3 separate regions of the Sus scrofa genome follow, and regions 1 and 3 are each linked to region 2. The links are chromatin contacts, called in public Hi-C and HiChIP or PLAC-seq maps. All regions are on one chromosome and are shown on one strand. The core of a region is the stretch at or near the end of the contact, and the rest is flanking DNA. Distances in the headings are between cores, read along the strand shown. Region 1 overlaps LOC110257070 (a long non-coding RNA gene). Region 2 has its middle 280 kb from the start of MTX2. Region 3 has its middle 370 kb from the start of MTX2.

The links. A called contact is a pair of places that touch in the nucleus more often than the background predicts. HiChIP or PLAC-seq counts read pairs in DNA pulled down with a chosen protein or histone mark.
Region 1: a Hi-C map of skeletal muscle shows a contact between it and region 2, with 6 times the contacts expected there. The contact joins two enhancer-like sites. A contact is called at or near these places in 9 of 47 Hi-C or Micro-C datasets (alveolar macrophages, embryonic fibroblasts, fetal heart ventricle and 5 more) and 1 of 2 datasets of contacts at active chromatin or transcription factors (skeletal muscle).
Region 3: an H3K27ac HiChIP or PLAC-seq map of skeletal muscle shows a contact between it and region 2. The contact joins two enhancer-like sites. A contact is called at or near these places in 14 of 47 Hi-C or Micro-C datasets (embryonic fibroblasts, epiblast stem cells, fetal heart ventricle and 6 more) and 1 of 2 datasets of contacts at active chromatin or transcription factors (skeletal muscle).

The regions. Positions count from the first base shown.
Region 1 is chr15:82,247,513-82,251,613 of Sscrofa11.1, forward strand. All of the region lies in intron 2 of LOC110257070 (a long non-coding RNA gene), which reads left to right. Among named protein-coding and RNA genes, the nearest start is that of MTX2, 190 kb to the left of the region's middle. Within about 2 kb of position 1,604, at least 12 of the 83 cell types and tissues checked have an H3K27ac peak or open chromatin away from gene starts, as enhancers often do. A contact at or near this core is called in retroperitoneal adipose tissue, skeletal muscle and subcutaneous adipose tissue, where this site is marked.
Region 2 is chr15:82,340,416-82,344,382 of Sscrofa11.1, forward strand. No RefSeq gene overlaps it. Among named protein-coding and RNA genes, the nearest start is that of MTX2, 280 kb to the left of the region's middle. Within about 2 kb of position 2,001, at least 39 of the 83 cell types and tissues checked have an H3K27ac peak or open chromatin away from gene starts, as enhancers often do. A contact at or near this core is called in fetal skeletal muscle, retroperitoneal adipose tissue, skeletal muscle and 1 more, where this site is marked.
Region 3 is chr15:82,425,572-82,429,623 of Sscrofa11.1, forward strand. No RefSeq gene overlaps it. Among named protein-coding and RNA genes, the nearest start is that of MTX2, 370 kb to the left of the region's middle. Within about 2 kb of position 1,395, at least 33 of the 83 cell types and tissues checked have an H3K27ac peak or open chromatin away from gene starts, as enhancers often do. A contact at or near this core is called in fetal skeletal muscle, retroperitoneal adipose tissue, skeletal muscle and 1 more, where this site is marked.

The sequences.
Region 1 (4,101 bases), core at 354-2,853, 93 kb before region 2:
TAAAAGGGCTAATTGTTTTGGCTCATGAGTGGACTATTTATTGTGATTATTTATGCACTGCCGGGAGAACACGAGGTGCTTTCTACACAAACACAGGCTGTCTGTCAAGTAATACAGTTGAGCCTTGAGAGATGAAATACCAGGAGGCCAGTGTTACACTGATGCCCACGTGCACTACTGACTCTGACTTTTATGAGACAATCTAGGAATTCCTCATGCTCTTTGGGTCAGGCGTGAAAATCAAGTGAGACCATCTTTAAACTTTTGTGAGTATATAGTCAACCTTCTTTGTAATCTATTTAATTTCATTGACTGTCTTCCTTCTTCAGATTTTGCTTTTAATCCTCACCACAAGAGGCACCTCTCATCAAAATGTCCATTTTCATAAGAGCTGGGAGGAAAGCTTCCTAGAGGGGAGTGTCTGCTGTGAAGGAGGAAGCAGAGGGTTAGGGAAATCAAAACGCCAATCATCTGTGAAGTCTGCTGCTAGGGAGCAAAGCTATAAAAAAGGACAGAGTTTACTGCAAAAGGTTTCCCCCTGCTGGTAAGTCCCTGAATTGCACCACCATCTGCTCTGAACTCAGCTCCCCTCAACCCAGTAACCTAATGCAGCTGCAGGAGAGAGGCCTCCTTTCCCCAACACACAACTCTTAGTCCCAGACCCGCTGCAGATGTTTCTTTATGACCCGTCAAAATGTTTGCTAAATATCATCTGTTAATTTCCCAAACATCCTGGCTTCAGTCCTTTTATGTAAAACCTGATTCAAGATCTTAAAATAGATGATAGTAAAATAAAATATAAAGTAAAATACAAAAACATGAAGGTGCATTTGTCCTGGAACATCAACAGATTGTGCTGTTCAGTAGGATTCCAATTGCAAAGGACATTTCTTCATTTCTCCATAGTTCCACCACAGGCAGACTGATAAGTTGCTTGGTGACCATTCCTAGTCTTCAGCTTTTGGTCGTAACGTTTTAAAAACATTGCCATGTGTAGCGAGAGCTCCTGATCCCAACCTCAGTCTGTTGCAGGCAGGGTCAGTCTCCTCCCCAACCTCAGAGAGTACCTCAGTGGGACTTCAGAAGAGTTGTATGGGAGGCAAAGTGCTGAAATCAGCATCCCTTCATGGGTGAGGTCTGTAATCTCTCCTCTGAGACTGGTACCTGTCTCCATGTGATAAAGGAATCTCTGCTCCTCCTGAGGACTGTTTGCATGGTAAGATGGGATTCTTGGATGGAAAAGTGCTTAATCCAAAGGAAGGGTTTCCCAGTGGTGAACATTTTTATCATTTGGGGAAAGGGGAGTGGTGTAGCCCACCCATCAATCCTCCACCCGGGTTCCTCTACCACGCTGTGGATGGAGGATCAGTTACCATGACAACCAAACCTCCAGCAGTTGCTCTCAAGGGCCGGCAAGGCGAGCTGACATCAGGAGGTGGGAGGAAGTGGGGGCGGGGGGGGGGGAAGTCCGCTGGGCTCAGATCCTCGCCACACCCACGGGTCCCCTTCGCAGAGGGAAGTGGGGCCAGCTGCAGTCTGCTCCAGGAAGCTGGGAGCAGGCAGCTGGGCTGGGAACCCTTTGTGCTAAGGGAGGTCTGCGGAGACAAGCAGCCGCTGATTATAGGACATTTCATCAGAGCAGCTGCAACCGATCAGCTCTTGACTCAGTGCCTCTCAGAAGGTCCACCCTTTAGAAACTTCCTAAGCTGTGTGCATTGAACTTTATCCGAAAGTAGCTCTACTACTGTCGGAATTCTTTTAAAAAGAAAGGCAGCCTTAAACAATTTCTTTTTCCAAATGCCTGTGCGTTGGGGCAGGTAACTGGTTCTCGAAGTGTGTCTCTAGCCAGCAGCATTACTTCACCTGGAAATTGATGAAAATGTGATTGCTAGTGCCTCATGCCGGACCTCCTGAGCAAGAAATTCTGGGGTAAGACCCAGCAGTCAGGGCTTTCACAAGCTCTCTGGATCATTCTGCATCATGCAGATGTTTGAGAACCATGGTAGCTGAGGAGGTCATACTTTAATTAATATGGGGATATATAATGGGAAAGATAAGAAGCTGATCAAGTGGCACCCAAACCCTCCAACTAAGATGAGGTCAAAGGCAAGTTCTTGATCGCAGAGACTATTGGTTTCCCCTCCTTCCGGAACCTAAAGCACATCTTCAGTGTCCTGGTGAATAGTGCCTGCAGCTTTGATACTATTGTCATGGAAAACTATAATTTGTTTAATGATGAATGTTTTAGTGGAGTTTCTGAGAGTCCACCGTAGGGAGACGTGGGGAAAGCCAAATTGTTAGAGAGCAATTTTTAACGCTCTCTGTAAGGCTTTTCCAACCAGCTCCAGAAAGGAAGCCTTTGGCTTCAGTAACTGTGACAGCCCTTAGAAGACAGTTGTGTGGGGGAGTTCCTGTCGTGGCGCAGTGGTTAACAAATCCGACTAGGAACCATGAGGTTGCGGGTTCGATCCCTGGCCTTGCTCAGTGGGTTAACGATCCGGCGTTGCCGTGAGCTGTGGTGTAGGTTGCAGACGCGGCTCGGATCCGCGTTGCTGTGGCTCTGGCGTAGGCCAGTGGCTACAGCTCCGATTAGACCCCTAGCCTGGGAACCTCCATATGCCGCAGAAGCGGCCCAAAGAAATAGCAAAAAGACCAAAAAAAAAGAAGACAGTTGTGCGATGTGACCACAATGAACTATTATTAGGAGCCTAGTGCTTTTTTCACAGGGTATCATGATGTGTGTGCCTCTCTCTGGTTGGAAGGTGGTTTTGCACCTTATCTTTTCACCAATTTTGCAAAGTGCTCAGCACAGGCACAGTTTCCTCTTACTGGCCAGAATTTGAGTAACAGCCACCATTGATGGGAGACCCACTGTCTGAAGACAGATAACATACCAGTTTTTTTCCTGAATTCTCATCACATTCCAAAGGCAGGGACTTTTAATCTCTCCATTTAACAGGTAAAGAAAATAAGGCTGCTGAGAAGTCAGTCACCCAAATTCCCCATCACTCTAGGATTAGAACCCTGGGCAGTCTGACTCCAGAGACCTTGGGGTTAACCAAACCTCCTGCAGGCCCCAGAGCAAGGGTCACCTCCTTGCCCCGTCTCTGTAGAGACCACCTCTCCTTCTTTGTGCCACCGTTAATATTGCACCTGCTAAGTAGCAGAGTATTTACATCGGGTATCTATCTCATTTTATCCTCACAGCTGCCCTGTGAAGTAGGAATAGTGTCAAGATCCCCAAGTGACAGATGAGGAAACTGAGGCTCTGAGCAGCCAGCTGCCCATCTGAACACACACGAATGACTTGTGGCTGAACCAAGGATCAAACCAGGAAGTGAGTTCATGTCTAATACACCCCATTCTGCCACTTAGCACACCATGGCTTGTCCCCAAATTATTTATGTTCATATCCATGGTGATCAGGTATCCATGGCAGACCCTCTGAGTTAGTTATCCTGTTTTTTTCTTCCAAATATTCAAAAGAAACAGGATTTAGAACGTTAAAAGACTTCTAAACATTATTTTATTTTAGCATTACAACAGTAATATATGTGGGGATAAAAAGTCAAACAATTCAGAAGCCCGTTAATCTTTTTATAGTCCCCATAGCATCTACTCTGCTGTCTGACATGAAGTGGGTGTAAATAAATATTGTCTGATTTTACATACAGGCACTAAGATTCCCAAGTGTTCACTGGGCATCAATATCTGTGCAGGGGGTGTTGGGATGCAGCTACATCCTCTGTCCTCATGCAGAACAGGTAATTCGTGTGACATGAATGGGACAAGGAAGAAGAGCAGGCACTGGAGGAGCCTGGACCAAGGGGAGTGACCAGATTCTGAGGTTCAGTGAAGGCCTCTCAAGGAATGGTTTATTGAGGCAAGACCTAAGTTCCTTGTCTGCACTCTGCTTGCTCACTCCATAGTATTAATTTAACTGACAAATGAAAAACTCTCATTCATTCATTCATTCAATCCATTCATTCAACTAGTATGTATTAAGCACCCATTCTGTGCCAGGTTCTGTGCTTGGCCCTGGAGAGTTTCAAGAAATAACAGCATTATTGAGATATAATTCACATATCATAGAGTTCATCC
Region 2 (3,967 bases), core at 751-3,250:
ACACTTGTGTTTTCTTTGTCTTTTCCCCACCCTGATTCAGTGGCAAAAGCCATTTTTTGCAGCTTCAGCTATTTTGAGTATAATTACACAATTGGCTGGAACTTATTTTGGCAAAAATCTTAGAGTGTATATACATCATGGGCATGCAAAACCTCCTAGAAAAGATGTGTTTTCATACAAAAGTACCATCACCTGTACTTTCTGGACGTCAATTTCATGTAAATCACAATGAAAGGAGGATGTGTGGTCTCACACAGCTAGTGTACCCTGACTAGGCATTATGTGAACACAAGCTGGTCCAGAGGGAGGTGTCAAGGGCTTGTTTCATGGAGTGTTTGGAGCTTTATCCACAAAAAGCACGACTCAAGGGCTGACACCTCTCACTCTAGGATGCAATCCATCCTTTGATGTAGCACTTTGTCAGAATGTATCAAGTAGAAAAATCCCACTGTGCAAACATTGTGTGGGTCTCAGAGGTTAGTGTCTTGACTTTGGGGGAGACATTCCACAAATCACAAGATGGGAAAAGGTTTAATAAGGAGAGACGGGGTGATCCGGGTCAGACCTCCAAGTATTGGTCCTGATGTTGTGGTTGCCTTGCTGAGTGACCGAGGAGCCACTTACAGGCTCTGTGACCTTGGGCAAACTACTTGACCTCCGTCTGCCTCAGTTTCCTCATCTATCATGGGAATAAAATAGTATCTGCTTCACAGGGTGGTTTGATGATTAAATGAGTCAATACTGAGACAGCACTGAGAGTAATAGCTAGCACATGGTTAGCACTCAATGTTAGTTCCTTCCTCTTACTTTGCTCATTTTTAAAATTAATTAAATTATTATTGCACCAACTTGCTTCCAGTGAATGTAGTTCACGCTAAACCAATAACCCTGCTCTGAGAAATGTCTAAAGCAGAAGACAGAAATGATCATTTCATGCATTAGTTTATAACAAATGAATAAGGAAATATTTTCAAGTATGAAAAGTTGGGGGCCATGAGGTTCAACTTCTCCCTCTGTTTTAAAAAATTCTCCTCTGGACGCTCATTAGGGGTTTTTACTCCTCAGCCAGGCTCTCCCCTCCAACTCCTTGGTTTTCTCAAACTTTATTTTTTCCTCTTCGGAAAGTGAAAGAATAACAGCTCCAGCTAGAGACGCTTGCTTGAAATAGCACTGGCACACAGCAGTTTCCTTTGCAGCTCTGCCAATGAGCCCAGCCAGCCGCCAGTCAGGGATCCGGCCTCTGACCCTGCGGCCTGGCTGCAGGCCCAGGGGATGGGGGGGGGGGGGGGGGGACTCTGAAGAGGAGGACGATCCCCCTCCCGAGACCAGTCAGGCACCACCCATCCCGCTATCGTTGGAGTCTGGGCCAAGCACAACACCAGGAAAATCTCTTTTTCATTGTTTGCTTTTCCACGCACGGGCTTTGAAAAAGTTCCCATTTCTTATGGTCAAGTCCAGAATTAAATCGGACTTCGCTGACAGTTGCTGGAAAATAAATCCATTCAACTTCCTAAGGCTTTTCCGACTGGCTTTGTTTGCAGTCTCACGGACGGTGTTTCTGACGGGCCGCGATAGCTCCTTCCTCAAATCCCCTTCACGCACGCGGACCCTCACTTCGCTTTGTGATATAAATTATTCATCTCATTTCTTTAGCACCGGGCAGACAGCGGTGAGGAATGCTTCCCTCCTGGAACATGAAGTAATTGACATTTTTCTGTTTTCCTGCTGTGTGGTTAGGGAATTATTAAAACGGACTGGTCTTTAGTAGTTCATTTTTGTTGGATATGAATCCCCTTTCCCCTTTGGTGGTGTGACGGCCCCTGAGTATGGAAACTCTCCAAGAGCTGTATCTTCGTGCTTCCCTATTTCCTTTCGACGGTCGTCCCTCTGAATACAGAAAGCGAGAAGGGCAGTAATGTGAGAATTTTATGTTGGGGGGAGGGGACTCACAACCCGTCCCCCACCAAATCCTCTGAGACGGCTTTCAACGGCCCCTCCCCCGCCTTACCGCCCACGCCACCACCAACAGCGACACCTAGTGGTCAAATAAAAATTAGCCCCTTCATTCCGAGTTAAGCCGCTTTTTACAGAAAATAAAATTTCCTTTAGGAGCAATTTAGATCTTTCTGTGGATGCACAGGAAGAGATATTCCTCATAATGAATAGCTAAAACATATTATTTGGGGGTACGGGGCAAGTGCATAATTTTTCCTTAAGAACATACTGGAGCTTTTTATCTATTTTCTTAGTGCAGGTTTGTAGGCTTTTGCATTGGTGGTAGAATGGTGAGCATAGCTGCCTTCCAGGTTTGTAGGCTTTTGCATGGTCTCTTAGTAATGGCCACTTTGATTTTATTATAACTTTAAAAGTTGGCAGCTGCTCAGCAATATTTTAAACTGAACACCTATAATGTATATATAAAGGTAAAATATTTTAAAATGAGTGATATTACAAATCAGCCATTTGCATAAATCTGTCTCAAACTCTTGGAACCACATTTACGGGCAAAAATAGTTTCCATTTTAATGACAGTAATCTCCAGGAAGAGGTGAGAATCTTTCTGTTAAGAATTTTTTCAATAAATGAGGAAACATAAAAACATCTACATTTTTAATGAAAGCTTTCAGAGGTTACAAAAACTTTTTAAATGAATCCTTTTAAAAAAATTTTACTGGAGTTCCTGTCATGGCTCGGCGGTTAATGAACCCAACTAGCATCCATGAGGACATGGGTTCGATCCCTGGCCTCGCTCAGTGGGTTAAGGCTCAGTCTGGTGTTGCCCTGAGCTGTGGTGTAGGTCACAGACACGGCTTGGATCCCACGTTGCTGTGCCTGTGGTGTAGGCTGGTGGCTACAGCTCCGATTGGACCCCTAGCCTGGGAAACTCCATATGCAGCCGGTGCAGCCTTAAAAAGACAAAAAACAAAAAACTTTTATTTATTTCTAATACAATTTTGAAAGGTTACTTTATGGTTTTTACAAGATATTGGCTATATTCCCCGTGTTCTACGATATGTCCTTGAGCCTGTCTTACACCCAGGGGTTTGTACATTCCACTTCCCCAACCCTATATTACCCCTCCCCCCTCAACCACTAGTTTATTCTTTTTACCTGTAAGTGTACTTCTTGGTTTTATCCACTAATTTGTTGTATTTTTTAGATTCTACATGTAAATGATTATACAGTACTTATCTTTCTCTGTCGGACTTATTTCACTTAGCATAATGTTGCTGCAGATAGCAAAAGTTCATTTTTTATGACTGAGTAGTATTCCATTGTGTGTGTATAGGTAGGTGTATGTTTGTATACACTACGTCTTCTTTATCCATTCATCTGTTGATGGACACTTATGTTGTTTCCATGTCTTGGCAAATGTAAATATTGTCACTATGAACATTGGAGTGCAAGTATCTTTTTGAGTTACTGTTTTTGTTCTTGTTTTTTCAGCTATATACCTAAGAGTGGAATTGCTGGATCATATAGCAGTCTTATTTTTACTTTTCCTCCACACTGTTTTCCATAGTGGCTGCACCAGTTTGTATCCCACCAACAGAGAAGAAGGATTCCCTTTTCTGCATGTCCTTGCCAACATTTATTTCTAAAAATTTTTACTTTTAAATAATTATAAATTCATAAAAAGTTGCAAAAAATACTCTGTACCTTCATCCAGTTTCTCCCAATGGTAACATCTTGCATAACTATAACACAATGTGAAAACCAGGAAATTGACATTGGTATACTCCGCAGAATTTATTTAGAGTCCATCTGTTTTACCTGAACTCAGTTCTTTGTGTGTGTGTAGTTTTATGTAATTTTATCACATATATAAATGCATGAACTGCTACTGCAATCAAGATACAGAAGTGTCCCATCACTACCAAAAATACCTCATGCTGTCCCTTTATACTATTAAATTATTGAGCCCAGACACCTTGACTAAGGGAAGAAGGCATGTATCCTCACCACC
Region 3 (4,052 bases), core at 145-2,644, 85 kb after region 2:
ACCACCATGTCATCTGTCGCTCCCCCCTAGGCAGGCTCCGGAGAGTCAACAAGAAATTTTATTATTTATATCCATTCCTTTTAATTCTGTTATTAGCTCTCAAAGCCTTTAAATAGCAAATGTCAAATCACATGTAAATTGTTTGCTGTTTAGCTCCAAGTTCCAGGCCAGGCTATTTCAAATTCGATACTTTGCAAATGACAGTAAAGGGGGTTGCTTAAAAATTGTTAAAAAACACTTTTCCCCATATAGCTTCTGACCAAAAAAAGTCTAAAACACGGGGCTCTAATTCCCACTTTAAACTAATTACAGTTATTTTAGGCTAAAGTGTCAAGTGAACATTACTTATCAAAAGGTCCTCGGGTCTTCCATTCGCCTTGAACATTACCTTACCACGTACACATCAAATGCTCTGGCCATCTGGAAAATTAAAAATATAAGGCATCCTCACCCTAGTCACCCGCACAAGCCTCAACAGAAAACTAAAGGATCTCGGGTGGTAGCTTACACTTACCTCTCTGGGCTTTAGCAAGCGGTTTACTTAAAAAGATTTACTTTCTGGCAAAATGTAGGTCATTCTTAAATGCAGCTTAAAACTCTGGGCATCTTTGAGGAAAAAATGATGTCACGAAATGTGTCACTGCTCATTTATTTCCTATATCACTAAATTCTAATTAAGACACTCCTGATATCGACTCCTCGTACAGCAGCGTTTACACCATTTGGGGCCGCAAACCCAGACGTGGCCCGCTGGTAAGCTCTAGCTAAAAAGCACCCGTCTTTCATTGGGCACCGACATTTTTCTCCTTCGAAGACAAATACTTTGCAGACCTCGCACCCCTCTTTACAAACCTGCGCGGGGCATTCGGGGGGAGGGGGAGGCAAGACTTTGGTGGGAGCTGCTTCTCTTCAGCAGAGCGAGGGTTGACTGCAAAGGCGCAGGCTGGGTGCTCGAGCAATTTCCTGCCGATTTCAGATTCCACTTGGAGCAGCGTGGAGAGGAAGTCGGACTTCTTTTCCAGGCGGAGCCTCCACGTAGGACTTGGGGGAGCCCGCACTCGTGGGCCCGGGGCCGGGGCCGGCGAGGGCGCTCCTGGATCCCTGCGGGAGGCCGGCGGCCCAGCGCGGACAGGCGGGCCAGGGAAGGGGTGCCGGGAGCGGCAGGGCGCGCCGGACTCCGGAGAGGAGTCTGAGCCGGGAAGAACTCGCTCCCAGCGCTGCGGGATCCAGCCCCCGGGATGCCCTTGAACCCGCGGCGAGGAAGGCGGCCCGCTGAGCTCCGAGCGCCCCGCCGCCTCGGGCGGAGCCGGACGTGGGCCTCGCGCGCTCCTCCGCCTCAGCCGGCGGAGAGGTCCGGTCCGCGGCGCGGCGCTGGGGGCCCCATCCGGTCCCTCGGGTCGGCGTCGCTGCAGGCAGCGCATCCCACCCAGAGACCTCGAGTCTGAAAGCGGAGACCGAGGGTCGCCTGCGGCAAAGCTCGGCTTGCACATCACTTTCCGATTTGGAGAAAATGTCACAGGAGAGGGGGAAAGGGGAAAAAGGGGGGAGGGGAGGGAGAAAGAACCATAAATTCGAGTTCGAGGAGGGTGAGGGCCCGACCTACGCGCGGCTTCAGGCGGCGCGGCGGCGGGGGCGCCCGGGCGGGGATTCCCGGTCTCGCAGCGCACCCTAGTGGCCGCCCTGCCCCTCGCCTGCTCCCCGCGACGTTCGCTGGGTCTCCCCAGCTCATTACAATCCGCAATATATTATTTCTTCCAAAGTATTGACAATGTGTGAGACTCCAGTAACCCCGGAGCTCTTGTCTGTAATCAGCACATTTATTCACATTTAGGGAGAAGAATCCGAATTAAATCCCCGTGACCCAGATTGGGTTACAGTGTCATTTTCCCTGGATCCTCTTTTAAATCCACTCCACACCGCTTCTCTGTCTATTACATGCTAATTTAATTTTACTGTGGACGATATTTTCAGCATTTGCTGAGGACAGTAAATTTTGTAGTTTATGTTATTTCACTTTTTATGACTTTTTAACACTTAATAAAATTTTATTAGAGCACTTTTGTGTTTACAAGGCCACAAAACTCTTGGCAGGTTGTCAGAAGTCCTTTTTATTATGATCCTACTGATATACTGCGAGTAATGAAATAATCATGTCCAGAAATGTATCAAAGGCCAGAGGGATTATCCCACTTAATAGCTCCACAGATGCGCCCAGAAGAATGCGGACACGCGGCAGGACGGGCTGAGAGGCGGCTGCAGGAAGGAGGCAGCCCCCCGCGTCCGTCTTTACCATTTCGGTTGCTTTCCTAAAAGGCTACAGGCAGGGTCATGTGACTTTCTGCGGTCTCAATTTAAAAAAAAAAAGAGAGAATTTATTCTATTGCAAAATGTGCTTTTCTTTTTATTCTCCTTGTGTGGGCATTTAAGGCTGTTCTAGTGGCAGTGGGGCTGGCTCAGCATATCCGTGTCAGTCACTTTCTTCTCATTTCTAAGTGTACTTTTGTGGCATTTAAGCAGCCGATGGTGACACTGGTGTCGATCGGTGCGACTTCTCCAGTCCACGCCCGAGAGAAGGCATGGGGAGGGGCCCAGGAGGACTCCATACGTTTTAAGGAACTGCCCCCCTCCTGCCAAACTGCACCTTTTGCTGTTGCTTTTTGTTTTGTTTCTCAAAACAGGGGAATAGTGACTTGAGGACTCTGCTTTCTGCCTTGTACCAAAGAACCACAGTATGCTGCTTTTATTTTATTTTGATTTTTTTGGCTAAGACTTCCTGAGGACAGATATTGCAGCTTTTTCTTTTCTTTCTTTTTTTTTTTTTTAGAACTATTTCCTTCTCTTTTAAATAGATATATGATCATTTAACACACTGGTGTTAAGTTCATTCTTGCTGCAAAAGAAGGCCATTGCACTTCCTGACCCTGAAAGCAAGGTGGGTGGCTTTGTTTTATAATCAAATTTTCTGTCTCCAGCTTCATATTTCTCTTTCTCTGTTATTTCCTAAGTCGTGTGCCAAAGTGATCAAAGAGATGAGGAATGGAACCGTAAATGGAGTGATTTTGAAAGGACTGTTGCTGTATCCAGAGCACGTGTTCTTCTAAACTTTGGCTTTGAGGGACTTTGGCAGTATTTTTCACAAGTGTGTGTGCGCGCGTGCGCACGTGGGCATCCCCGCACGCGCGTGTGTCTCATGTTCCAACACATCACATTTGGATTTGGTCCTCTGTGGTTGTTTGAAACAAGCCCTGGGAAGCGTGCCCCTCTCTCTGGATTGCCTCCACACCACACGTGTGTGTGCTTGGGTTCTGATGTTCCTAAGGCTGCCCGCAAGAGCTCTTTGATTTCAACTTCAAGGGAGCAATTTGGTTCTTTTGTATGTCATGTGCTAATCGCGGGCAAAACTTAGTGCCTGCTCTAGTAGTCTACTGTGTGCACAGGATGCTCTAGGTTCTGAAAGGAGCGTCTGGAGGCTAGTACCCATCCCTTAAGAAAAATTCATGTCCTGAGACTATTTGGGCAGCCCTTTTTTTTTCTCTTTTTACAGAGTTTTCCATTTGCAAATGAGGCAGTTTTTCTTTTTTCTGACCCCTCTTGTTTAAATGATTTCTGTAATGTAGCTGAAGAACTACAAGAAAGTGACTTTAGGCTCCTTCCCTCATCCTGGGTGTTACTGATGATTCGTAGTCTTTGCCTTTTACTGCAAGAGATGGGACAGAGAAGCGGCTTCAGATTTTAGTCCTCCAAATTTCACAGCATTGGACTTCAGGGAATTTTTACTTGAGGGAATTTATGCCCAAGTGTGGGATTCAAGAGAGCATATTAATTTTGATTACACTATAAAGTGACAGTTCAATTTTATAAGTAATTTCTGCCCACCCAGGACAATTTAAATAATACTTCAAAGGCTGTAATAGCCTTCAAGTTAGAAATCTCTTTTATTAGATTATGAAGTAAACCTCCCCTAAAGTAGATAGTTTTAATGCGTCAAAGTATGTTTATAATTCTTATTCAAAAGAGAGAGAAATTGCCTGAAATATGATAACTGATAACAC